Regions from separate parts of the Mus musculus genome. Here regions 1, 2, 3 and 5 are each linked to region 4. Evidence: chromatin contacts called from public promoter capture Hi-C data. All regions are on one chromosome and are shown on one strand. Each heading gives the region's core, a stretch centred on a gene start, on an enhancer-like site or on the middle of the called end of the contact. The rest is flanking DNA. Distances are from core to core; before and after follow the strand shown.

Region 1 (4,650 bases), core at 865-3,364, 2.0 Mb before region 4:
AGAGAAACCCTGTCTCGAAAAACCAAAAACCAAAAATTAAAAAAATCGACCATTTTAAAAGCCGGGTTTGTTCTCAGGGTTCACACATCTTAGTCACAGATGAAGTCACCAGACTGGCTTCATTTTTATGCACTTTCAAACTTCTCCTTCATCCTCTTTCCCTATCTGACCCTCCCTAGGGACACTGTGTGCCCCTTATACAGCTCGGTCGCCCCCTTTCCCTCCTCCCCCCACACCGTGGTCCAAATCAGGGGCCAAGCAGAGAGGAAAGACTGGGACTCCTGAAACACGTTCTCAGCAGCTCCAATTCAGGTAGAAAAAAATTGAGAAACTTTCATTCTTTCTCAGCGTGCATTTTAAGCCTTTCTACGGTTGTCTATGTCTGTCAGCTACAGAACTTCATCACACGTTTTCAAAACTTAGAAAATAAAGCATAGCAGGGCAGTGGTGGCACTCGCTCACCTTTAATCCCAGCACTTGGGAGGCAGAAGCAGGCGGATTTCTGAGTTCAAGGCCAGGCTGGTCTACAGAGTGAGTTCCAGGACAGCCAGGGCTACACGGAGAAGCCCTGTCTCGAAAACAAACAAACAAACAAACAAACAAAAACAAAAAGAAAATAAAGCATAGATTTAAAAATATCAAACAAAAGCTTTGGTTCCTATCACTCTTCCCATGCTTATGACAGTCACAGCCTCCAAAATGACGCGTGGCCTGCTAGGGCTAGTAGCAAAAGTATACCCGACTTTCAGCGGATTATTAAGAACAGTCCTGGCAGAAAGGCTGAGGAACTTTTGAGGGTTTAGTAATGGAGAATAGAGTGGTCTCAGTTCTTAGCTCGTTTTTTGGCTGTTGATGTTTGTTGCAAATTGTCACGTTGCCTCAAACTACAAATTGCTTATGTAATTTAATGTGCAAGGAAAGAATTGTTTAAAAAAGAAAAAGAAAAGAAAAGGAAAGAAAAGAAAAAAAAGCTCATTTGAGCAAATGAACTTTGAGAGGAAAAATGAGGTTTGTAGCTAAACCATAAACCAAACTTTCCTTAAAAGACAAACTTTAGTCTACCAGATTCAAGATCAAAGAGACAAAATTACACTCCGAATAGAAACAGATCTTTTAGGGCAGGAGCAATACCTGAAGGAACAATACCTGAAATGTGCTTGCTTATAGTAGTCTTCCAACCCCTCCTGCGTCTATTTCTTTTTGGAAAAACCTTGTTTTGTTTTCCCCCCAGCAGCTTCTTTACAAAGTGCCTCAGTGTCATCTGTTGGAGGAACCTGCCATACTTGTTTGCGCTAATCAATCCAGCATGTCAAATTGAACCGCTTGTGAGAGCACTTGTGGTCTGAGCACTTGTTTGTGCTACCCAAACAAAAAAGATTCCGCTCCACAGTAATAATAGTGAAAGGACCGTATCGTCCCCCTCGGCTTTTTGCAGGCTTCTTACACTCACAGACAGGCTGTCCCTACAAAGGAGGGCTAACACAATGTTCAGCAGAGCCCAGGGGAGAAGCCAGAACTAGTCTTTCCCTGGCGGGACACCTAGCCTCCAAGCAACGCCACGCGCTAACGGTGACATCCAACTTTTGCAGCTACTTATTGGTTCACGGCGTGGAATTACCTTGGAATCCTCGGTCTATGATTCGCAGAAACCCCGCCAAAGCTCGGCAAGGCTAGACAGTGTTGAGGGTAAAGTTCTTGGTGCATGCCACGCCAGACCTGAGTTGCATTTCTTAAAGGCTCAAACTTCGCTGCTCCCAGAGCGCCCAACCGGGCTTGAGGTCTTTCTCTGTGGTAATGGGAAGCTCTCGGTTCCCATCGGTTCTACTAAGACGTGCACCCCAAGACCCGGCTAGGGAGCCCCCATAACCCTCTACGGCTCGCTGGAATGAGTAGCAGCTCCCGGAGACCCTGCAACCTGCACTCACCTCCACTCCAGAGCGCGGGTAGCAGCAGCAGCCCCAGTAGCAGTGGGGCCAGAACCATCGCGGGGCCGCGGATCTGGCAGTTCTCTCCGGACAGATGCACGTATCCACCAACGTCCCAAACTCGCCAGTCGCCGAGGGCGCGTGCGAAGCGCCTCAGTCCCGGCCGCCCGGGCAGCAGGCGCCAGAGTGGCAGTGCGGAGTTGGGGATCGCAGGAGTCCTAAGTTAGAAGAGGCGGGCCCAGGGCTCAGGCCCGGGAGGGGCCAGCAGGTTGGAGTGGACAGGGGCGGGAAGGGGGAAGGGCAAAGAGAGCAAAGAAGGATGGAACTGGAGGAGGGGGCGGGAAGGGGAGGATCCAAGGACAAGCCCTAGGGAGGGTGGAGGGGCGGGGCAGAATGGAACTTGGGTCAACTCCAGCAGGTTAACCCCTGGCTTGAGTGTGTAGGAAATCTGGAAGGGAGGTGCTGGAGGAGATGGAACAGAGCTAAGGAGGGCCACCATCTTGAGCTAAAAGGACCGAGAGACGGAGAGGAAGGGGAGGGGGCTAAGAAAGAAAATAATCGGGAGGATGATCTCTGGCTACTTGGTTACATCAGAGGAATCTCACTCTGTATGGGTAGGTAGAAGGGATTGGAAAGGGTAGAGGCCGAATTTAGTGGAGAGCGACGGATGCAACTCCAAGACCTTTAAAGGTTAGTGGGTCCAGCTGCTTTGGAGGGGCAGCGATTCTGCAGTTCAGGCTCTACTGGCATAAGAGGTCCTAGCAGCTGCATTCCAGAGGCTGTGGCCGCCGTGGCAGCACACCCTGCTTGCCAGGTCCTCCCCCTGGCTACTGAAACGGAGTGCAAGAGCGGACCCTGGCGTCAAGATCTTGCAACCTCCACCCCAGAGGTTAGCTCGGGGAGAACTAAGCCGAATCCTGTAAGGAAAGAGTTTGAAACAGGGATGGAAGAAAGTGCTGTTACAGGAAAGGGTGGGAGGCCCAAACCACGGCATCAGATTGTGAATCTCAAAGAAACGGAAGGCGTATGAGGCTTTCTTAAAGGAAATAGAATGATTTGTTTTTCTTTGGAGATAAGATCACATTAGAGCCCAGAGTAAACCACCCTGATAAATTTAAAGTATTTATTACTGAAACTGAGGACAGACCCATACGCACTGTGATACAATAAGCTCCTTGCATCTCTAGCCCTGCAGGAGGACATCAAACCAGAAGCGCTGGATTAAACAGACCCTTGATTGGTGCTTGATGTGAAAGAGCCCAGTTTACTGTGGATGGTGCCATTCCCGGGTAGGTCATTCAGGGATGCATAAGAAAGCAAGCTGAGCAAGCCAGTAAGCAGTTCCTCTATGGTTTGTGCTTAAGTTCTGGCCTCCAGGTTCCTGCCTCGAATTCCTGTTCTGACTTTCCTTCATGATGCATTTCAACTGTAAGCTGAAATAAATTCCCAAGTAGCTTTTGGTCATCACAACAATAGAAATCTACGTAGGACAGACAGGGTCTTGCTATGCTACCTAGGCTGGACTTGAATTCCTGGTTGTGCAAATATTCCAGCCTTCTTAGTAGCTAGAACTGCACGTGTGTGCCACTAGGACTTGCTTAAATCTCACTTTTTTTTTTTCTTTTAAAGGCAAGGTCTAACTATTTAGCCCTAGCTGGAATGGAATTCACTATGTAAACCAGACTGGCCTCAAACTCACAGAGATCTATCTGCTCTGACTTCCATGTGCTAGATAGAATTAAAGGTGTGTGCTACCATGTTCAACACAAATGTGACTTTTTTTCTTTCTGGTTAATTACTTTAGTTTTATGTGTATGGGTGTTTTGACTGCATTCATGTGTATGCTGGGGTACCCATGGAGGTCTGAAGAGGGTGTTGGGTCTCCTAGAATGTAGTTGCAGATACTTGTGAGCTACCAGTTGGGTACTGTGAATTTAACACTGGTCCTCTGCAAGAGCAACAAGTGCTCTTAAGCACTGAGCCAACTTTCCAGCCGCAAATCTGTCTTTGTTAATGGGGCCTCCCTTGTACAGTACTGTTTTATAGGCTACTACCAATGCAGTAGGAATGAAGCACTGGCCATTTTATTAGATTCATAGATTTGGACAGAGGAAATGGATTGTCTTTTCTCTGTGGCCTCTCTGTCTGTGACCTTGAGTATCTAGCACCTGGAGTGACCCCAGCGGGAAGGGACCTGAGAATCTGTGGCCTGGCTTTGTACATCTGCAGTACTGGAACACAGCCATCATAGGCAATATTATCTCTGTGGTTTTGTGCTGAAGTGGCAGAGCAGAATAGTCGTTACAGAGATTGTATGGTTCACAAAGCCATATAATCCAGCCCTTTACATAACCAGCCAAGCCCTGAACTAAAGGTTAGTTCATTTACATAGCTGCTGCCTGCACTGGCATGATTTGGAGACAAGGACTTTGGACCAAAGGATCTAGACAAGCTTAGAGGAAGTCTGGCATGGGAGCTCAGAGCTCCAAGAGTGAGCAATCCAGTGAGCAAGGTAGACCGCTGCTGTGTGGTGCTGAGTGACCTAGCCAGAGGTCAAGTGGCTCTCAGGGTGAAAGCAATGTCAAGCCATACTTGAAGCCGCACACCATAAACTCTTCATGAGAGATGTGTCAAAGAGCTTGCAGTTATGCTTGCACACCTCCACAAACATGCAAACAGAGCTAAAATTTAAAAGCTGCATGCCGGCATATAGCGTTACTTACTA
Region 2 (4,522 bases), core at 12-2,511, 2.5 Mb before region 4:
CTGTTAGCTACGGAGTAGGTGCTGGGAACTGACTTCAGGTCCTCTGAAAGAGCGATCAGTTATCTCTCCAGCCCAGTGCTGTCCCTTTGACAGACTGATCACTGCTATCCTAGAAAGTATTTGATAAAGTTAAAAGAACAAAGACCCTGGTAAGTTAGCCTCGGCCAAATCATAGTTGGATCGTTCTTATCAGCTTTCCTCATGGAGGTGGAGTGCCCCCTATCGGAATGGCTAGAAAGTAGCCGCTCCCCCACCCCCATGTCTGCAAGGTCTTTCTCTGTACAAGATGTGTAGGTAGTGTTACCAGGACACAAACAGAATCATGACAACACTTTGCAGTGTAATTTCATGATTTATATATCAATTATGTTTTATGAAGTTATTTTTAACTGACTAAAAGGTTTTATAGCTGGAATGTTGCTATATTGGGATGGAAGACTGGAATAATCTTCCCCAGCCCTGCATTCCTCTCACCTCTTGCTCAAGGTGAGGCTATGCTAGGCAGGAGGAGGGGCAACTGCTTATCACCTGCCACTATTCCCGTTGAATGTCCAATCACCTCCTGCCTCTCTAGGCCTAAGAGCCACTTTGTATCCCCCCGCCCCCCCCCCCCCCCCCGCCCCGTCTCTAAAGTCCAGGCTTGTTTTCTTAATTTCTTAGATTAGTAAATCTAAACATGCTATTGTAGGCATTCCTGAGCTCTATGAACCCACTGTTAACTCTCTACTCCTTGGCCAAGGACAGCTTCTGTCATTCTGAGACAGTGGCCTGCTTTGTCCTTCCATGGCCTGCTGGATCCCTCTAAGTCTCCCTAGAAAAATACGAAAAGGGGCCAGGTGTGGTGGCACACGCCTTTAATCCCAGCACTCGGGAGGCAGAGGCAGGTGGATTTCTGAGTTCGAGGCCAGCCTGGTCTACAAAGTGATTTCCAGGACAGACAGGGCTATACAGAAAAACCCTGTCCCGAAAAAAAAAGAAAGAAAGAAAGAAAGAAAGAAAGAAAGAAAGAAAGAAAGAAAGAAAGAAAGAGAAAAAGAAAAAGACGAAAGGGTACAATACAAAAGGAAAAAATACAAGGAACCAAAGAGGAAAAATACAAAAAGCACAAGCAGGTCCTATATCCAGACCATGAGGCCATCGCCACTGTCAGCTAACCCTGGAGAGGCTCCTTCCTTGGCAACAAGGTCAAGTTCACAGTCTGCAAAGCAGGACTGGCCAGAGCCCTCATTTGATTATAGCTTAATCCTAATCTGACCAGGTTTGGATGCAAAGCTTTCTCAGTTTAACAGTGACCGGAGTATCTCTGCTCTTTAGGACAGAGCTTTCTATCTTAAGGTCCCAACAAGTGCTTTTTGGTGTCGGTGCTAGAGTTTCATGTTTGCTGAGCAAGTGCTCTACCGCCGAGCTGCATCTCCAAACCCACACAGGAAGCCTTGTAAAAAACTGAAATGAAAGAAAATACCAGAGCACATTCAACAATGTGAGTATTATTTCCTGAAAATTGTGGTAAGGCGTGTGTGTGTGTGTGTGTATGTGTGTGTAAACTGTTCATAATATAAAATGTATTTCTTTGTGTGGGTGGGGGTTTAAAAAGTTTTGAAAATATTGACTTAAAGGAAAATATCCATTCCTCAAATAGTATACAAATATTATCAGAGCTGTGTCTTGCTCTAGGAGAAAGAAAAACAAAAGTTGGCTACCACATCTGGAAAGCTCCGGATGGGGTAAGTACAAAGGCCACCAGCACAGGATGTAAAAACCACAGTCTGAGGGGTGTCATGGGAGAAGCCACCTCCTTCTTTAGGCCTGATGGCTGGTTCTGACATTGGCTAGGGAAGGAAGGGAAATGGTATGCTTCTGATGAAGCACGGATACCAAGCCACAGCCCCAAGCCCCATGGCTGGAGCTGCTACCAAGACCTTGGTGTGAATGCTGGGAAAGGACCCAGAGTGATGGGAACAGACAGGGATGAGAAGAACAAAAGTGGGAGATATGGATATATAAATATAAATATGTATATATAATTGAGTATTTATATTATATTTAATGTATGTATGTATATGTGTATATATAATATTTTTTAAGGGAAGGGGGGTGGAACAGTGGAGGACAGCCACTTGAAGGCCAGATGTTGCCTTTGTTTCTACCTCAAGGCCTTTTTAGACTTACCTCATTACTGATTCTGATTAAGATGTATGCTACATGAGTCCATGGTCCGATAGGAATTTCTACATTTAGATTTTCCTTGTATGTTCCTGTCTGGCTAGAGCCAGTGTTGCTGTCTGGTTACCAGACTCAGCTGTGCCTCCCCTCACAAAGCACAGGGGTTTTCTCTTCTCATGTTCTCTGGGTTTCCCTGCTGAGCCCTATAGCCTGTCCTTTCGGCTATTTTGTGGATGCTTTTTTCTTTACCCTTCTCCACTTTTTCAACCCCTTAATATTAGATAGAAGAGAGAAAAGGATGGCGGGGAAAGGGGGCGATGATATTGTTAGGATAATTCCTGCTGATTAGGGCTGTTGAGTTCCTTAGGGCAAGTTTGATCTTCACAGTCAGGATATCTTTCTCTTTCTTCCTTTCTCTCTCTCTCTTTCTTCCTTTCTCTCTCCTTCTTTCTCTCTCTCTCTCTTTTTTCCGAGACAGGGTTTCTCTGTATAGCCCTGGCTGTCCTGGAACTCACTCTGTAGACCAGGCTGGCCTCAAACTCAGAAATCCACCTGCCTCTGCCTCCCGAGTGCTGGAATCAAAGGTGTGCGCCACCACTGCCCGGTGGATATCTCATTTCTTGTTTCTTTGTGCACAACTATTTAACAAATAGCAACCAACCAACAACCAACATTGAACCAACAACTGGCCAGTCAGCCCCGTCGATTGGGGTGCTAGCATTTATACATCCTCTGAAAGGTCGCCAGAATTCCAGATCTCATACAATAACAGAAAGTATCTGCGGCTGGCAAAACCACGCCCCTTCTTAGAGCAGGAGGCAAGTCATCGTCAGCCGCATATCCCACACCTGGGATTAAAAGTCTTATAATATGTCTGTGTTTTTCAGAGAAACCAACATTCTCACTACCAAGCCTCAGCACAGCTGGAAGGAATTCGAAGGAGAAGTGTTGTCTCCTGGCCCTTCCCCTGACACTCCTGCGGTTGCAGACAGGTTGACTATAGAAAATCACAGCAGGTTGGAGCATTCCATTTCCTACTTTGCAAACAGGGAGTGGCCCAACACCTACTTCTGCATCTCCGCCCAGACTCGGGGGTGGGGGAGGGTGTAAAGGACCTTAAGAGCGAGCGTATTCCTTTTCCCTTATGCAAAAAGACTGTTGACCACTCTACGTACAAAATGTCCCCTGTCTGTCTGCCTTTTCCTCAGCAATTGCTGAGCCAGTCATTGGAAAGCGGCAAGGCAAAACACCCATTACCAAGATGTAGCTACCAAAGGACTGAGATTTGGGATCAGAAATTCAATACCTTTACCCCAGCCCTTGTGGACAACTTCCTCCTGTGGGACTGAGGACTCTAAGAGGTCACCAGAAAGTTATATATGAGCTCCTCCATTGCATGGACTGTCTACCCCTCCTCATCCCTGCCCGAGCGCCCTCTGCTCTCAGTGAGTTCTGCTCTTTGTTTCCCCTCATCTTTTTCCCTGTCTGAATCCAACCCACAGGGATTAGCTCAGTTTTCTTATCTTCTAGGAAGCCAATCCACAAAGAACACTCAAAATGCCTAAAATCTCCTTATGGCACTTAAATGTTTATGGGTAATAAAAGGAATCACTCCTCTCCTTATGTGTGACCTTGTGATGTTTGTCTCTGAGTTTATAGACTCCTGGAACCCGGGGACACTTAACTCTCTCTGTGCCTGTCCCAGAGCTGAATATACAATAGGCTCTCAGAGCTGAGTTCTAACATCAACCTGATTGAAAAACCTGGCTTCAATGGTTTTTGGTTTTTGTTATTTATTTATTTACATGCCAAATGCTGCCCCTTTCCTGGTGCCCCCCCAGAGACCCTCCCCCATACCCTTCTCTTCTGAGAGGGCCCCCCTGCCCCGCCCCAACCCCGCCAGGGTATTTCCCCAACCCTGAGGCATCAAGTCTCTGCCAGATTAGGAGCATCTCCCACAGAGGCCTAGAGCACTTTTAAATCACCCATCCCAGGCCTTGTCAAAGTAGCCATGACTAAAGGAAATCACAGAGATTAAATGAATTGTTTAATTAATTGCTTCATGCGTCATAAAAGTTTGATTGCTTTAACTATAAAGAGGCAAGATGGAGGTCAAAGGGCATTATCTTTTAATTTGTTTATTTCTGTTTTTCATTTGATTTTAGGGTTCTCCATATTCTTCCAAATTTTACTCTCAGTTTTAATTTTGCAGTGGCTCCTAAATGTCATGTCAGAACAAAAGGCTCTGTCTAGAAGTCCTGTTCCCACTCCATCTGCTTTATCCCTCCTGTCCTGTCTCTGCCATGCCCTACAGCAGGTAGCTAAGCTCATTAGTCTCTGCTTTTTTTTTTTTTTTTAA
Region 3 (4,726 bases), core at 1,676-4,175, 2.5 Mb before region 4:
TCCTGAATCCTGGAGAATCAGATTACCCTATGCTACAGATAAGGGGGGGGGGAGGGTCAGGGGAACTCATAGCATACCTGCTTGCTAGATGAAAGAATACCATATCTAGAGGTTGCACATCAATGAACTATTTACTCAGTCACACTGTGCCAAGCTAGAGATATTTATAATGCTCCACACGTGAAACACATTCTGCCAGACACCTAATGGTAAGTATAGGATCAGGAAGGAGTCAGGGAAGGACTTCTATTGAGAGAAGTCATTCCCCAGAGACTCCGAGAACTAGATCAAGAAGCAGGGAGTCTAAACACACACCTTCCATTAAGATAAGGTACCTATCTCCCCTCACTCAGATTTCTGCTGTTTAGGGGAATTTTAAAAGAGCTTAACAAAGGACTGTTAAGAGCCACTCACCCTAGAAAATAGGACAACTCTGTCTCCTGAGAAAAATTCATTTATTCTTACTGTAATTCAGCCCAGAGTCAACAAAATCCCTTGTTGTCGACTTTTTTTTTTTTTGTGTGGAGCCAGGCTCAGTCTCCATGATAAAAGAAATTGCACTAAGTCTCTCAAAAGGGGTTTTCAAGTAGTCAGGAAACTCAATGGCTTCCTGTTTTTTTAAAGCAAAAAGAAAACAAAACAACCCCCCCCCCAACAACTCATCCCTACTCTTCTTACTGAGAAAGTGGAGTCCCTACAAGTAGAAAGCCTCCTCTAGAAACTTCTATGTACTTGACAATCAACATGGGAGAGGAATTTAAAAAGGATTCTGTGACCTGTTGAACTAAAAGGTTACAATTCCACTTGTCCTGAATGTAGTGACCTAGACAGACAGAGCCACCTTAAACAATGTTCTTAGTTTTCACTCCCAGTCTCTTTATTTCTTGGCAGACCATAGAACTACTCAAGTTTTTCCTTCCTGAATGCCCTCTGGGGCATTAAAAACTTGCTTCTTTCACAGAACTCCACAACATACAGGAGGTATACAGAACAAAGAACTTTTTAGCTTTTCAAAGCCACATACTTACATACCAGTCACATCTGAGAAGAATACCAGTGAGTTTGAACAAGACTGAATGTGACTCATGAAAGGTCGCAAGTAGAAAGGTTACCTTACGGAGGATGAACGCACGAACAAGGAAGAATAAAATTCCAGACATAATACCAGAAAGCAGCGGAGAGACGAACCACGACATCACTGGAATAGAATACAAAATGAAGTGTCAGGTCTGGAAAGTACGTTTTTGTTAACAAGACCCCGAAATGGTAGGTGCTCCATTTCTGATACTCTTCAACTTGCCCCTCCACTTCACTCCCACTCCACGACACACAGCAGCACACAACGAAAATAAAACCATTTAAAATTCAACATACCAATTTTTATCAGTTCAGACCACTTGACACCCTTCTGCCCATTTGCCACAAGGGAGAAACCAATGGTTGCACCGACAATACAATGGGTCCCAGAAATCGGAAGCTTCAAAAACGAAGCCACGAGCTGCCACACAGCAGAACCTGAAACAGAATTAATCAGATTTTGTCAGGTAGATGGCAAAACTGTTACATAAGCAGTGCGTCCTTGCGGAGAGAAGGTTCAAGACTGGAGCGAACATAAGGTATAACTACAACTTACCAAACATAGCACTGACGGAGCCAGCCATGAGCAGATCTTGAGTTTCGTTGTACAGCTCCACATCTATCAAGCCGTTCCGGATGGTTTCGCTCACTTTGGCCCCCAGCAAGGCGGAGCCCACAGTTTCGAAGATGCTAGCTAAGATGCAGGCTTGCTTCAGGGTCACTACACCTGAGCCTACAGCTGTACCGAACGAATTTGCTACATCATTGGCTCCCACGGAGAATGCCAAGACAAATGCAATGATGAAGCCCAGGATGAGCATCCATAGATTGTCATACTTCGGTGGAGCGGAAGCAGTAACAGCAGCTAGGGTACTAGTAATCGTTGCCACAGTAGATTCCATTCTCTAGTGTAGTGGTTCTTTAAATAATAAGAGAATTACTAAGCGGCTTTTGAGATGTGTAAACGGAATGAGGTATCAAAATGCTATAATAAATAGTATATATTATATAAAATTAAATACTGTAAACTACGGCACGGAAACCGAGCTGGGGAGTTACTGCTATACGCTGCTGCGTCTGGGCGTCTGTTGTCTGGGGTTTCTTTGGCTCTGGAGGGCTAAAAGCACGGAGCAGAATTCCATGGCGGATTAGAGAAAGGACGCAAGTTCATCCTGGGGGGACGAAGTGGAAGAAAATAACAATAGCGGCGCATCTCTGGGAAGAGGGCAGCCTGGGACTCCGCATAGTCCCCCCCCCCCCCGCCCGTCACTTATGTCTTCAGTCCCCCAAACGCTGTGCAAGGTGGGGCACAGGGCGATCTCTGTGCTCCCCCACCCCCCACCCCGTCCCGCCCCGCCCCGCCCCACGAGTTCTGTTCAGTCTCCGGCCGCTTGCCCGCGCGCGCCCTCCGTGGATGATCGGAAAAAAGACCATTCCCGCGCGCGCCTGCCGAGGACCGCCGAAAAGGCCCGCGGAAGGGCGCGGCGTGCGTGGGGAGGCGGGAGGAGGACAGCAGCGTAGCGGGGTCCTGCAGCCTGCATCCCACCCCCGCCAGCCAGCTCCCCACACCCGAGCCCACTCCAGAGAAGAAAGGACCTTTGCACCACCGGTGCCGCGCCGCCACTCACCAAAGGAAACTGAGGGCCGAACAGAGAGACCAGAAGAACGAGACTGAGGCAGGCTCGAGCCACGGTCGCACAACCCAGGACGGCAACACCGGGCACAGCACGGAGGGACTCTCTACCCACTCGTGAAGCAGCCGCGGGCGCCTCAGCAGGCGAGAGGTGAAAACACGCAACGCGCGCCGGCGGCCATCATATAGAGAGCATGCCGCCGGCTCCTATTTATAGCCGGTTCTGCGCCCCACGTGACCTGCCGAGCCTCGCGCCCGCCCGAGGTCCCGCCTCCGATGTGACGCAACCACAGGCTGGTCGGGCGCGCCTAGCCGGGTGAGCTGGGCAGCGGCGCTGATTGGCCTGGACGTCCCCGGGGCCCCGCCCCCAACGAGGAGCTGGTCCACGTGGGACTGGCTGGCCGCCTCCCTGCAGCCTCGCCCGGGTTATCCTGTCTGCGCTGGCCACGCCGGGTGGCTGCGGGCGGGGACTGTGGGGGAGTCTCGCCCAGACACGCGGGGACTGAGGCCGCCACCAAGGTCGTTCCGAGTTTCTCCCACGCGGGCCCGGGTCAGCTCGGTGGCGACGCGGAAGAGCGGGTGTGCTGAGACTTGCCCTTGGCCGGACCCGATCTGTACCTCGCCCGGAGAGGGTGGAGGGATCTCACGTGGCCACCTCGCTCCCGCAGTCACGCACTTGTGTGAAAACGGAAAGATTCGGGAGTCACGAGGATAGGCTTGCGTTCCCAGCTGTGGCACTGCGCTGAGGGAGAGCCATGGGTCATTAGTTTCCCGGCGCCGGACCTCCGTTTTAGGAGCCCCGGCTATGGCGCAGCGGGGAGGATGTTACTTTGGATTCGAATTCTTAACTCATATTTGCTGCAGTGTGTCACCTTGAACAAACCCTAGGTCTCCTCAAGCCGAGTGCTCTGGAACGAGAAATAATAGCAGAGTGAGAGAGACTGGAGGACGGGTTGGAATTGTGTGTAAAGCACAACAAAGATGCATTTCCTGTCAGCTCATCGGGGCTAGTGGCGACAGGCAGTACTAATTCAGGTATTCTGGTTACAAGTTCTTACCCAGTAAGGAGAATCATATTAGCTAAGATATAAGCATGTGACTGGAACTCAATAGATGTTCAGGAAATGAACCTTCATTTCCTCGTTACTTTTTTTTTTGAATGTGCCTGTTTTAGAATATAGGAAAAGGTTACAGAGGATGTCCTCATCCTGAAAGTTTTCCCATCCCCTTTTGAAATAAAGATTGCTTCCTGGTCCCCTACATGGTATAAGGTTGTAGTTCTGACAATGGATTAGTTCGTTTTATTGCCTAAGCTCAGAACTAACTAGTCACCACTCCTTGGGAGATTTAAGTTATGTGGGTTATAAAGAAACTTAAGAATTCCAGCCAGAAATACCCGGTTTAGAACGCTCTAAAACGCTCTCTGCTCTCCAAAGGTAGGGCAACGAATAGCAGAAACAAACATGTTGTAAATTATAACTTCACAGGAGTGTCCTGTGACCTATAATTTGGTAGACTCAGAATCTCGTATAGGTTATACAGGTCTATTGACCTCAAGGTCATGGCTGGAAAACAACCTTCATGTTCCAGGACACTGACCCCAGTGTGTAATTCTGGCATCTTCAAATGCAACACTCTTTGCCCTTACTTCTTTCCAAGGTCATAAAACATTGAATAAAAGGACTGGTTTGTTAAAAGGTTGTTAGTGTCCTGCCAATTAAAACAATTTTTGAAGTAATTATTTGTGAGGAAATTGCTCATGACTTTGCCCACTGTTTGGATGTGCTTTGCTTCAGTCTGTTGATGACCATGCTTTTGCCTCTTGAAATTGAGACAACCAAGGTGAGCAGCCATGGTGAATAAGGCCCATCCAGGTACAAGAGCAGAATCCAGAGCCAGGTTTGCCAGATGTGAAGGCATCACTGTGGTTCAGGGAGAGTATAGTATTTTGAGACTTGGCTTTATGCTACTTTAGTATCCATGTATTTTCAGGCAGAGACAGATTTCTCTGTCTCT
Region 4 (4,639 bases), core at 626-3,125:
ATGCTATAGCACAATTAAGGCAATTAACTATTTACTCAAAATATTATGGAAAGGAATAACAATTTAAAAAAATTCATAAGAGCTGGCAGTATTGGTACACCCCTCTAATCCCAGCACCTGGGAGGCAGAGGCAGGTAGACCTCTTTAAGTTTGAGCCCAGCCTGGTCTACAGAGTGAATTCCAGAGCAGTCAGAGCTTCACAAAGCGAGACCCTATCTCAAAACCAACCAACCAACCAAACCTAACCAAAAACCCCTGAAATAAAATATTAAATAAAAAGAAAAAACATGAACTATGCTCTCCCCATTCTGTTTACTTTGCTATGTCTTACACTGGCTACAAACTTTCACTATATAAATAAGAAAGGCAGCCGGGCGTGGTGGCCTTTAATCCCAGCACTCGGGAGGCAGAGGCAGGCAGATTTCTGAGTTCGAGGCCAGCCTGGTCTACAAAGTGAGTTCCAGGACAGCCAGGGGCTATACAGAGAAACCCGGTCTCGAAAAACCAAAAAATAAGGGCAAGTGTCCTTATCTGAGGACAGACACACACAAACACAAATGAAGTCTGTAAACAATTTGGATCTCATTTAAGCCATTTTGCTCCTAGGTTATTCTCGGTTGTCTCCGATATTCTCATTCCTAGATACCTGACGCCAAAAGTTCCACGGGTAGTGGACTTTTCGGTGAAATATATCAAAGTGGAACTTTGAAAATCGCATGTGAAGTAAATTTATAAGGCTTTTCCTTCACAAATCATCATCTCCCAATCAACTCTTGGTTCATTGAAAGTAAAATACGTCACTAGGCATGGTGGTACGCGCCTTTAATCCCAACAATTGAGAGGCAGAGGCAGGCGGATTCTTTTGAGTTTGAGGCCACCCTGGTCTACAAAGCCAGTTCCAGGTCAGGCAGGGCTGTTACAGAGAAACCTTGCCTCGAAAACAAATCAACAAAAATCCTGACAATACAGACAGGAGAAAAGCGTCACTATTACAACATTAAAAAAAAAAAAAGCCACAGAAACATCCACGTCACACACGACCAGTTTACACCAGGTGAAGAGGACAGGCATCCTTTGTTCCCGCACAGGCCCCACAACCAGCGATTCCGGGTACCTTCCAGGACCACGGTAAGTTAAATCTTAGGTACCCGGCTGCCCTTCCGCCTGCCGGGAATCTGCTAGAACACCCCATAGTCAAGTCCAAGCTCCAAGCGTCCCGAAATGCCGGCACTTTCCGTGTCACGCCGGGGGAGAACTTAGCACACGCACCCCTAACTCCCACACATCCCGCCCCGCGACGCGGCGCGGAACACCCAGCCGCGCACAGGGCCACCGCAGCGCTCACCCCGCTGCCGCGCAGGCGCCGGGCGAGCCGGGACTTGCGGTCGCCCCGCGGATCATTCCGCCGCAGCCTTTGTGTGGCCGAACGCTAGAAATGGCTTATTTCCTTTCTCCCCGTTTAAAGTCAGAAGCAGACCCTCTCATCCCTTTCTCCCGCCGGAACGGGGCTGGGGGAGGGCGGCGGCAGGCTCGCTCCCGGGGCCAGTGGGGCGGAAACGGGCGCGGGTTGGCGAGGCCGCCGCAGGCATGCTGGGAGCTCGGCCGCCGTGTCCCTCCGCGCCGACGGGGACTTTTCGGTGGGGATTTTGGGCGCCGAGCAGACGCGGCATTTTCGGAAAATAGCGCCCTGTGCAGCGAAGCGCTCTGTGTGTGGCGGGGCCGCGTCTGCCCTGACGGCTCCGAGGCGCCGCGGTCCCCGCACCTCCTCCCGCTGCTCCCCCGCCGCCGCTCCCGAAGCTTTTCCAGGTCAGTGCGGGTCTGTGTAGGGCCCTGTTACCACCGGATGTGGAAGTTGATCTCTTCGCTGGTAAAAAATAATTCCACTTCCCCCGGAACCCAGATCATCCCCGCGATTTCCTGTTTATTGCATTAAGGCGCCGGGTTTCCGGGGCTCCTGGCCCCGCTTGTTTGGCGGGGGTCGGCGGGGTCGGCCTGGGTGTCCGTGCTGCCGCCGCCGCCGCCGCCGCGCTTTGTCCGCCCGGCGCTTGGCTTCTGGGAGGGGCGGCAGACATGGTGGCGGCCGCCGCCCCCTCCTCGGTCAGGCGCCGCGGCCTCCTGCGGGCCCCACGGGTCGGGTCTGCGGTGGGGTCGCCATGGCCGTGGGGGTCCGGGCCGGCGGGGCAGGCGGCGGGAGAGGCGGCGCTGTCCCCGCCCGCTCCTTTGTCTCGGCGGCCTGAGGGCCTGGCCTGGCCGGGCCGACGACAAGCGGGAGGGAAGGCCGGGCCGCGCTGCCCCGCTGGGCCCCGCGGAGCCCGGGGCGCTCGGGTTTCGGCCCGAACAGCCGGGTCGGGGCAGGGTAGACGGGCCAGTCCGGAAGGGACGGAGCCTGCCATTCTCAGTGGCCGAGACTTTTGCCCCGGAGACTTCGCCACCGGAACCCACGCGAGCGCGGGTGCGGAAAGAAGCCGCGAGTTTCGTCGGTCATGTCTTGCCTGGGCACAGATCGGTGTTGAGTGTGCTGTTGTGAACCTCTCCCACGGCGTTGAAGCCGCGGGCTTAGCCTTGAAGTGTGCATCTCCAAAATGAGAGCGAAGGAAAGCGGGCCTACCTGCTGGCTTTTTTTCCCTTGAAGCTTTTGCTTTAAGCCCATTTCCACTGTGTCTAGCAGACACATTTGCTTTAAAGCAGGGAGCGAGACCACAGTACTTCTGAAAGAGAGCTTCATAACGTGGGAGTAATTTTTAAGAGTTCTTTCTGCAGACACTGTGGTTTGTTGTCTATTCAGGCAAGTTACTTTCTGAAATGTAATTTTTATCTGGGGGTAAAAAAGAACGGTGGTGTGCTTTTTCTAGGGAAGTAGTGGCCTTCCCAGAATTGAAAACGCACCGAATTTAGTACGCAGACGATAGTCTACCTCACAGAGATTCACCCAGATTAATTTAAATATAACTGATAGCTTTTTGGCTCTTAGGCCTTCAGACTCTGACTTTTTAAGTTTTAAGGGAACTGATGGCTCTTATCCCTTTATTCGCTTTTCTTATTTTGTCAAAAATGAAAAGTAACGTGTCAACTCATGACTTAGGCAAGAGTCACATTGTTTTGCACTTTCGAAAGTCTTTTTTAAAGCCTAGTTTAACAGAAAACATTCTTGAGTCAATTTTTGCAGACAGTCTTGTGATATGCCACATAGCCAATGGAAAACACTGTATGTATATTATGCTTTTTTTAAAAAACATGATATATCCCATCCTTCTATTCAGCATGTTAAGTACAATCAAGATATTGTGAAAGACAAACTGAATGAGAAGAATGATTCTTGTAGTTTGGGGGAGAGGCCTCTAACTTTTTAAAAGATGGCCATTTAGATGCTTAAGCATTGCAGAGATTATAATTTACCAGTAGCCTTGATATCTGGAAATAGTCCAAGTGACAAGACATTTTAAAGTTCCAGTTCATATGCTTAACGATGTACACATATAATCAGCGTGTAAAGACCCGCTTGTAAGTACCTTCTTCACGAGGACACGTGCATCTTAGGCGCTTCAGACTTCCGTGGGAAGTGAGGTGTTTGCCGAAACAAAATGCACATGTAGTTTGCATGTGTAAGTCTTAGCCTCTTCCCTGACTCAGTCTGGGTTTCTTGGGTGTGGGCGATTAATCTGTAATAGTTCAAGATGAGTTTGGGGCTAATGGCTTTGGAAGGAAGCTGAGTTTCCAGTGGTTTCTTAAAACCCTCGTCTGATTCTGTCAGTTGACCTCTGCTGTTTCATCAACAGGAAGCATCTGGCCATTCTTCATGTCATTGTCAGAAAGTGCCAGGTGCATTTTTATGTTTGCTATTATGCATATCAAAATTGGATCTTAATTTTAACCTCGTTTTTATTCCCCTCCCTCCCTCCCCCGGCATTTTAAAAACCCGTGGTATCTCTAGGTATAGGTGAGGCAAACATTACAAATTCAAAAATTGTCACATGAAATTTTAGGTCAGAAATTAATTTTTGAGTGAGCTCAAGTTTCTTGCAAGTTGTCTTGTTAGTAAATGCACTGATGATGTCCAATCCTTATCTCACCGGCTATCTTAGAGACTCATGTCAAGGCAAGTTCCTGGACATCTAGGAACTTGTTTACATATTGACAAATATGACAATTTGACATTGTATACATGTCATATAGTGTACAAATTAAGGTATGTGTTGGGACCCATTCACTTTCTCTGCTCTAGTTTATAAATGTATAATTGCAGTCGTAATATGAGTGTGGGTAGCTGTCCAGTGATCCAGTGGCTTTTTAACTAAAAATTACATTTCAGTAACAAGTGTCTCAACTTGGGGTCAGTTGTAATTAGCATTTTCCTTGTCTGAGGAGGATTGTTCCTTCATCCCTGTAAAAGATAAATCTTGTGTCAGAAGAAGTTAGAATTAGAACCTGTGTTCTCAGCTCTGCAGTGTTGTCCACAAAGGTTAGTGCATTTTTATTTGGACTGTGGATGTTTATGGCAGTAGAGATGTAGGCAGAGAGTAAGTTCTCCAAAGACAAGACTTGATTTATCCTGATAGAAAAAAAGTTGAAGAATACCAGTTGAAGCTTTTCTGGTCACAGGAGCTGATACTGACTCCTGTGTGCCTTAGTTGTCTCATTT
Region 5 (4,166 bases), core at 1,159-3,658, 2.5 Mb before region 4:
GGGATCTGAAGCCCCCTCCTGACCTCCATGGACATCACACACACACACACACACACACACACACACACACACACACAGTCCACATACGTGCAGGAAAAACACTGATACACATAAAATGAAAAATAAAAAACTAAAGTTAAAAACAAAGGAATATAAGAGCTTTAATGTCCAGATGCCAAAGACACTTGAAAGAAATAAATGTTCCTATGAGATGGCTAAGTAATTAGTATAAACAATATGCAACCATCCCTGAGCATTTCCTGTGGAGAATTAAAAGTCCTTCTGGGCAGTTTCTGCTCCCATAACCTAAATCTTTCGTCTACCCCTGTTCTATACAAAACCAAACCAAACCAAACCAAACTAAACCAAACAAAAAGTCAATGAATATCAGATATAATAAGAGGTTAACCTCTAGCCAAGAACTCTCCTGAAGCATGAGATCTAAGGGAAATGATAGGGTGTGGCCCGGGATGCAGGGAGCTGATAGAGCTTAAGAGCCAGGGAGCAGGAATGGGGGGACAGAGGAAGCTTTTGGGGAGACATATCCTGTACACAGAATAAGAATTAGACAGGAGATGGATAAGCAAAGCAGCTATGCTCCTGAGCACCCGTACATTTGTCCACTGAGGATGGAGTATGGAGTTTGAGGTGGAGAGTGGAGAGGTGGGACCAGGTCACCCGGGATGCAGGCTGCACTGGGGTGAGAGCTGGTCTGGTAGAACAGAAACCACAAAGAGCTTTCTATGCAGAAGCCAACATGCTAAGATGTCCTCTGAGTCCATTCTGAGACCATCACATAAGGACTGGAAAGGACAAGATGAGCCAACACACTAGCCCAAAAGAAGGCGAGAAAGAAAAGGCAGAGCTGCAGGGACAGAGAGCCCAGAGGTGCTCAGATGAGGGCGGTCGAAGGTGTGAACTTTCCCTTGGAGAGATCCAGCAAGAGCAGCAAGGGAGGGAGGGTTTCTCACGCTTTCCTCCATTTCTGCCAAATCCAGAACATTTTAAAGACTTTTTCCTAATGGCTACATCAATAACAGTTTAGTATTTCAGACATATTGTATATGTATTTATGTATTGTATACATTAGCAAGATCCTTTTCTGTGCACCCCTCCACCTCACCCCCTCACCCCTACCAGCACAGCTGGAAAGTAGTGAAGGGGACACAGTGGCTGAGGAAAGGAAGAACACAGGATCCAGTAAGAATCAGGGACTTTGTTCCAGTGTGAATTGGTGGCCACCAGAGAGTTTTAAGCAAGGGATTATCATTACTAGAATCCAGGTCATTATATGGAACACAGAGGGTCTGGCAAGCCGGGGAAAGGCTGGGGCAGGTGCCCTGGCAGAGGGGAGTGTGAAAGGTGGTGACAAGCAGAGGCATGTCCACTCGGGGACAGAGAACCATGGTTTTTAGATTCTTGGATGCATAGCCAAGGCCATGTATGGGAATGGGGCTGGGACTGGTTCTGGAAGGTATTTAAACTAGAAAATGAAGGGAGTTGTGAAAGGAAAAAGCTACGATCAAGTTAGCCTCCTTTACCTCTCCAGTTGTGGGTGAACTTGGTGGCTGCACCTGCTCTGCACACTGCAGGAAGCGGCGCATGTGTTCAGCACAGTTGCCCACTGCTGCCTCATTCAAGCGAAGACACTTCTCAAAGGCTTCAAAGGGCTCAGCACAGGCCTGGCGGATCTGGCGGATGATCGGGCTGTGGGGGGTAGGGCATTTTAGACCCTGAAGCATTCAAACCCTACTGCCTGGCACCCTCTAGCCCCCAGTTGTACACTCACTGGGAGGACGTGCAGCGAGCAATGCTCATCTTAAGGTGGTGACAATCTCGATGCCACGACTCTGGCTTGGCTGCCACACATTGGCCATACTGATCCAGCTCTCGGCTGCAGTATCGAGCAGTGACTTCCAGGGCTGCCTGCCTGTGGGACAGGGTAAACTGAAGATAATCTCAAGAGAAGGCAAGAAAGAGTTCTGATTTTGATCTGTGATTGGACTAGTCTGGATTGGGGGTGGGGGGTGTAAAGATCCTGTGATAGGGACAACCAACGAGGGGCAGAAATAAGCGCCGATCCCTGCGCGTTGTGGAACAAGGTGGGATTTCCCGGGAGATCGTGGAAGTCCTAAGACAAAAAGTCTGGCTATTGTGAAGCAGGCCTGGAGTCTTGAATTCAGTCATTTCCCGTTGGGGACCGTGCAGTCTGACAAGCATGATCTAGAGTTATAGGGAGTTGTAACTCACATCTCCAGGCGAATTCAAGCGCCGATCAGTCAGGGAGAAGAGACCCGCCTTTTCCGGTATCAGGTTGTTATGGCGGCGCCCAACCCAGACCTCCTGGCCTCACTCTTCCGGTCGTCGAGCGTCCCTGCCACTCATCCCACATTGGTCCAACCTTCATGGCTGTGTCCTGCTTTGCTTTCCGCCTCACTGCCTATCCGGGAGGAGGCCCCTGTAACTACTTCCGGTCCGTCAGCTATTTTAGTTTATTTACTTCCGGCTTGTGGTGGTCGCGTTTAGTGATCACCGGAAGCAGGACTTCGGCCGTGATCGAGCAGCCAGGCACAGAGCACCAGAGCTGGTTCCCTGTAGGTCAGATCTACAGCCGCTCGCGCTGCCACTTTCCCGGCTGGAGTTGAGGCCACCGGCCCGCGTGACTATGGCTCGGCACACGCTGCGGCTGAGGCGGCAGCTGTGCCCGCCGCTGCTAGTTTAGGAACACGGGGATTGCCCTCTCAGGCTGAGCTACCAGTGGCTTTCCGCCACTGCGTATTCTCCTCCTGACTTTAGTTCCAACTTGACGGAAAGGAATGATCTTAAACGCCACATTGGGCTTCCCATCCGATTATTCACTCAGACATGTCCTTTTCCTGCCATAGGTGGTAAAGGCAGGATGAGAGTGGGTTTTATTGCTTGCTCCTTGCAATCGTGCACAAATTATTTTCTTTGTAATTTCCTTAGGTGGTGTTTGCACCCTCTCCACATTTGCCTTCAGATTATAGGGCTAGACCTGGAAGTTCATTTCCCTGTAAGGCTAAATATTCCTCATATGGAGAGGCCTAAGCTAGAGAAAATGAGCGGTAAGGTGATTACCTTAGCACGCAGTTGTAAAATGAGAACGACTGCTTTGGCCTTCATAATATACAGTGACACTTTCATTTTTGGGAAACTTGACACTCCACACTTCTAGTTTCCTTTTGTCTGGTTGCTGTCAAAAGAGTCATTAAGAATGGAATGGAGAGAACTAGATAACCCTAAGGTTTGAAGTGAAGCGGATCTGAGAAATGCAGGTCTCAAGAGTGCTTCTGTTACTGGGGTTCCCTTCTGGGGAGCTCATTAATGAAAGAACTTTAAAAGGTACTCATTTAGGACAATCAAGGGCAATGTTATTGGTCTGAGAGAAAACACCAGGACAGGCACGCTGTAAATGTCAGTAGCCGCTAAGAGGGAGCAGGAAAAGGAAACTAGGGACATGTGTGTGATGTACATGTGTGCAGGCAGAGGCTGGCGGCAGGTGGCTTCCTCTATTGCTTGACACCTGAAGCTTTTTGGAGACAGGGTGTCACTGAACCTTAAAACCCACCAGTGAACATCCAGGAGCTGTCTCCTCATCCCAACACTGGGATTCCAAGTCTGCCCTACCATGCCTTTTCTGCAGGTTTTTATGCAGGTGTTGGAGATCCACAACTCAGGTCTTCCTGCTTGCATAGCAAGCACTTTAGTCAGCCATTCCTTCACTCCCTCCCCTATTTCTTATGAAATCAGGTAACTATCTTATGACGCAATAATTGCTTCTTGAACGTTTGTCCCAGATACAAGAAGTTTATATCTACACACAAGCATGCATGTGGCCTTCCAGAGAAGCTTTCTCTCTTAGTGCCCCAAACTGGAATCAAAATGTCCTTCAAAGTGGATGGCAAAAGTAGGTCACCCATACTGTGGAGTACTATACAGCAATGCAAAGGCATGAACTCACACATACAACTTCCACAAATTTAAAGTAAACTGTTAAGTAAAAAAGAAAAAGTCCATTTCAGAATATGCCATGATTCTATTTACATGTATTTCTTGAAATTATTGAGAATATGTTGAAGGGTTAGAGATAATGAGAGAAGACACAACAGGACAAGCTTGTAATAATGTCCTGTGTGTAACAGCAA

What was found. Promoter capture Hi-C pulls out the DNA fragments that hold promoters and counts their contacts.
Region 1: a promoter capture Hi-C map of liver shows a contact between it and region 4, with 7 times the contacts expected there. The contact joins the promoter of Mertk here to the promoter of A630026N12Rik in region 4. A contact is called at or near these places in 1 of 39 promoter capture datasets (liver), 2 of 115 datasets of contacts at active chromatin or transcription factors (astrocytes and forebrain) and 1 of 9 other capture datasets (adipose tissue).
Region 2: a contact with region 4 is called in a promoter capture Hi-C map of pre-B cells, with 4 times the contacts expected there. The contact joins the promoter of AI847159 here to the promoter of A630026N12Rik in region 4. A contact is called at or near these places in 2 of 39 promoter capture datasets (the C10 cell line and pre-B cells).
Region 3: a promoter capture Hi-C map of liver shows a contact between it and region 4, with 2.4 times the contacts expected there. The contact joins the promoter of Slc20a1 here to the promoter of A630026N12Rik in region 4. A contact is called at or near these places in 3 of 39 promoter capture datasets (liver and pre-B cells) and 1 of 115 datasets of contacts at active chromatin or transcription factors (double positive thymocytes).
Region 5: a contact with region 4 is called in a promoter capture Hi-C map of pre-B cells, with 6 times the contacts expected there. The contact joins the promoter of Chchd5 here to the promoter of A630026N12Rik in region 4. A contact is called at or near these places in 1 of 39 promoter capture datasets (pre-B cells) and 2 of 484 Hi-C or Micro-C datasets (muscle stem cells and uterus).

Annotation. Positions count from the first base shown.
Region 1 is chr2:128,696,379-128,701,028 of GRCm38.p6, reverse strand. It overlaps Mertk (MER proto-oncogene tyrosine kinase), which reads right to left and starts at 2,114. Exons shown (of 19, transcript NM_008587.2): 1 at 1,926-2,114. The coding sequence starts at 1,983. It overlaps Gm39931 (a long non-coding RNA gene), which reads left to right and starts at 2,527. Exons shown (of 5, transcript XR_001783466.2): 1 at 2,527-2,615; 2 at 3,113-3,214.
Region 2 is chr2:129,177,412-129,181,933 of GRCm38.p6, reverse strand. AI847159 (expressed sequence AI847159) reads left to right here and starts at 1,261. Exons shown (of 3, transcript NR_045264.1): 1 at 1,261-1,480; 2 at 1,675-1,724; 3 at 3,051-3,786.
Region 3 is chr2:129,196,972-129,201,697 of GRCm38.p6, reverse strand. Slc20a1 (solute carrier family 20, member 1) reads right to left here and starts at 2,925. Exons shown (of 11, transcript NM_015747.2): 1 at 2,706-2,925; 2 at 1,634-2,249; 3 at 1,375-1,515; 4 at 1,113-1,198. The coding sequence starts at 1,979.
Region 4 is chr2:126,672,523-126,677,161 of GRCm38.p6, reverse strand. A630026N12Rik (RIKEN cDNA A630026N12 gene) reads left to right here and starts at 1,875. Exons shown (of 1, transcript NR_166192.1): 1 at 1,875-4,639. It overlaps Gabpb1 (GA repeat binding protein, beta 1), which reads left to right and starts at 1,570. Exons shown (of 9, transcript NM_001271468.1): 1 at 1,570-1,806.
Region 5 is chr2:129,127,942-129,132,107 of GRCm38.p6, reverse strand. Chchd5 (coiled-coil-helix-coiled-coil-helix domain containing 5) reads right to left here and starts at 2,408. Exons shown (of 4, transcript NM_025395.3): 1 at 2,251-2,408; 2 at 1,790-1,930; 3 at 1,542-1,707. The coding sequence starts at 2,252. It also overlaps a transcript of Polr1b not described here.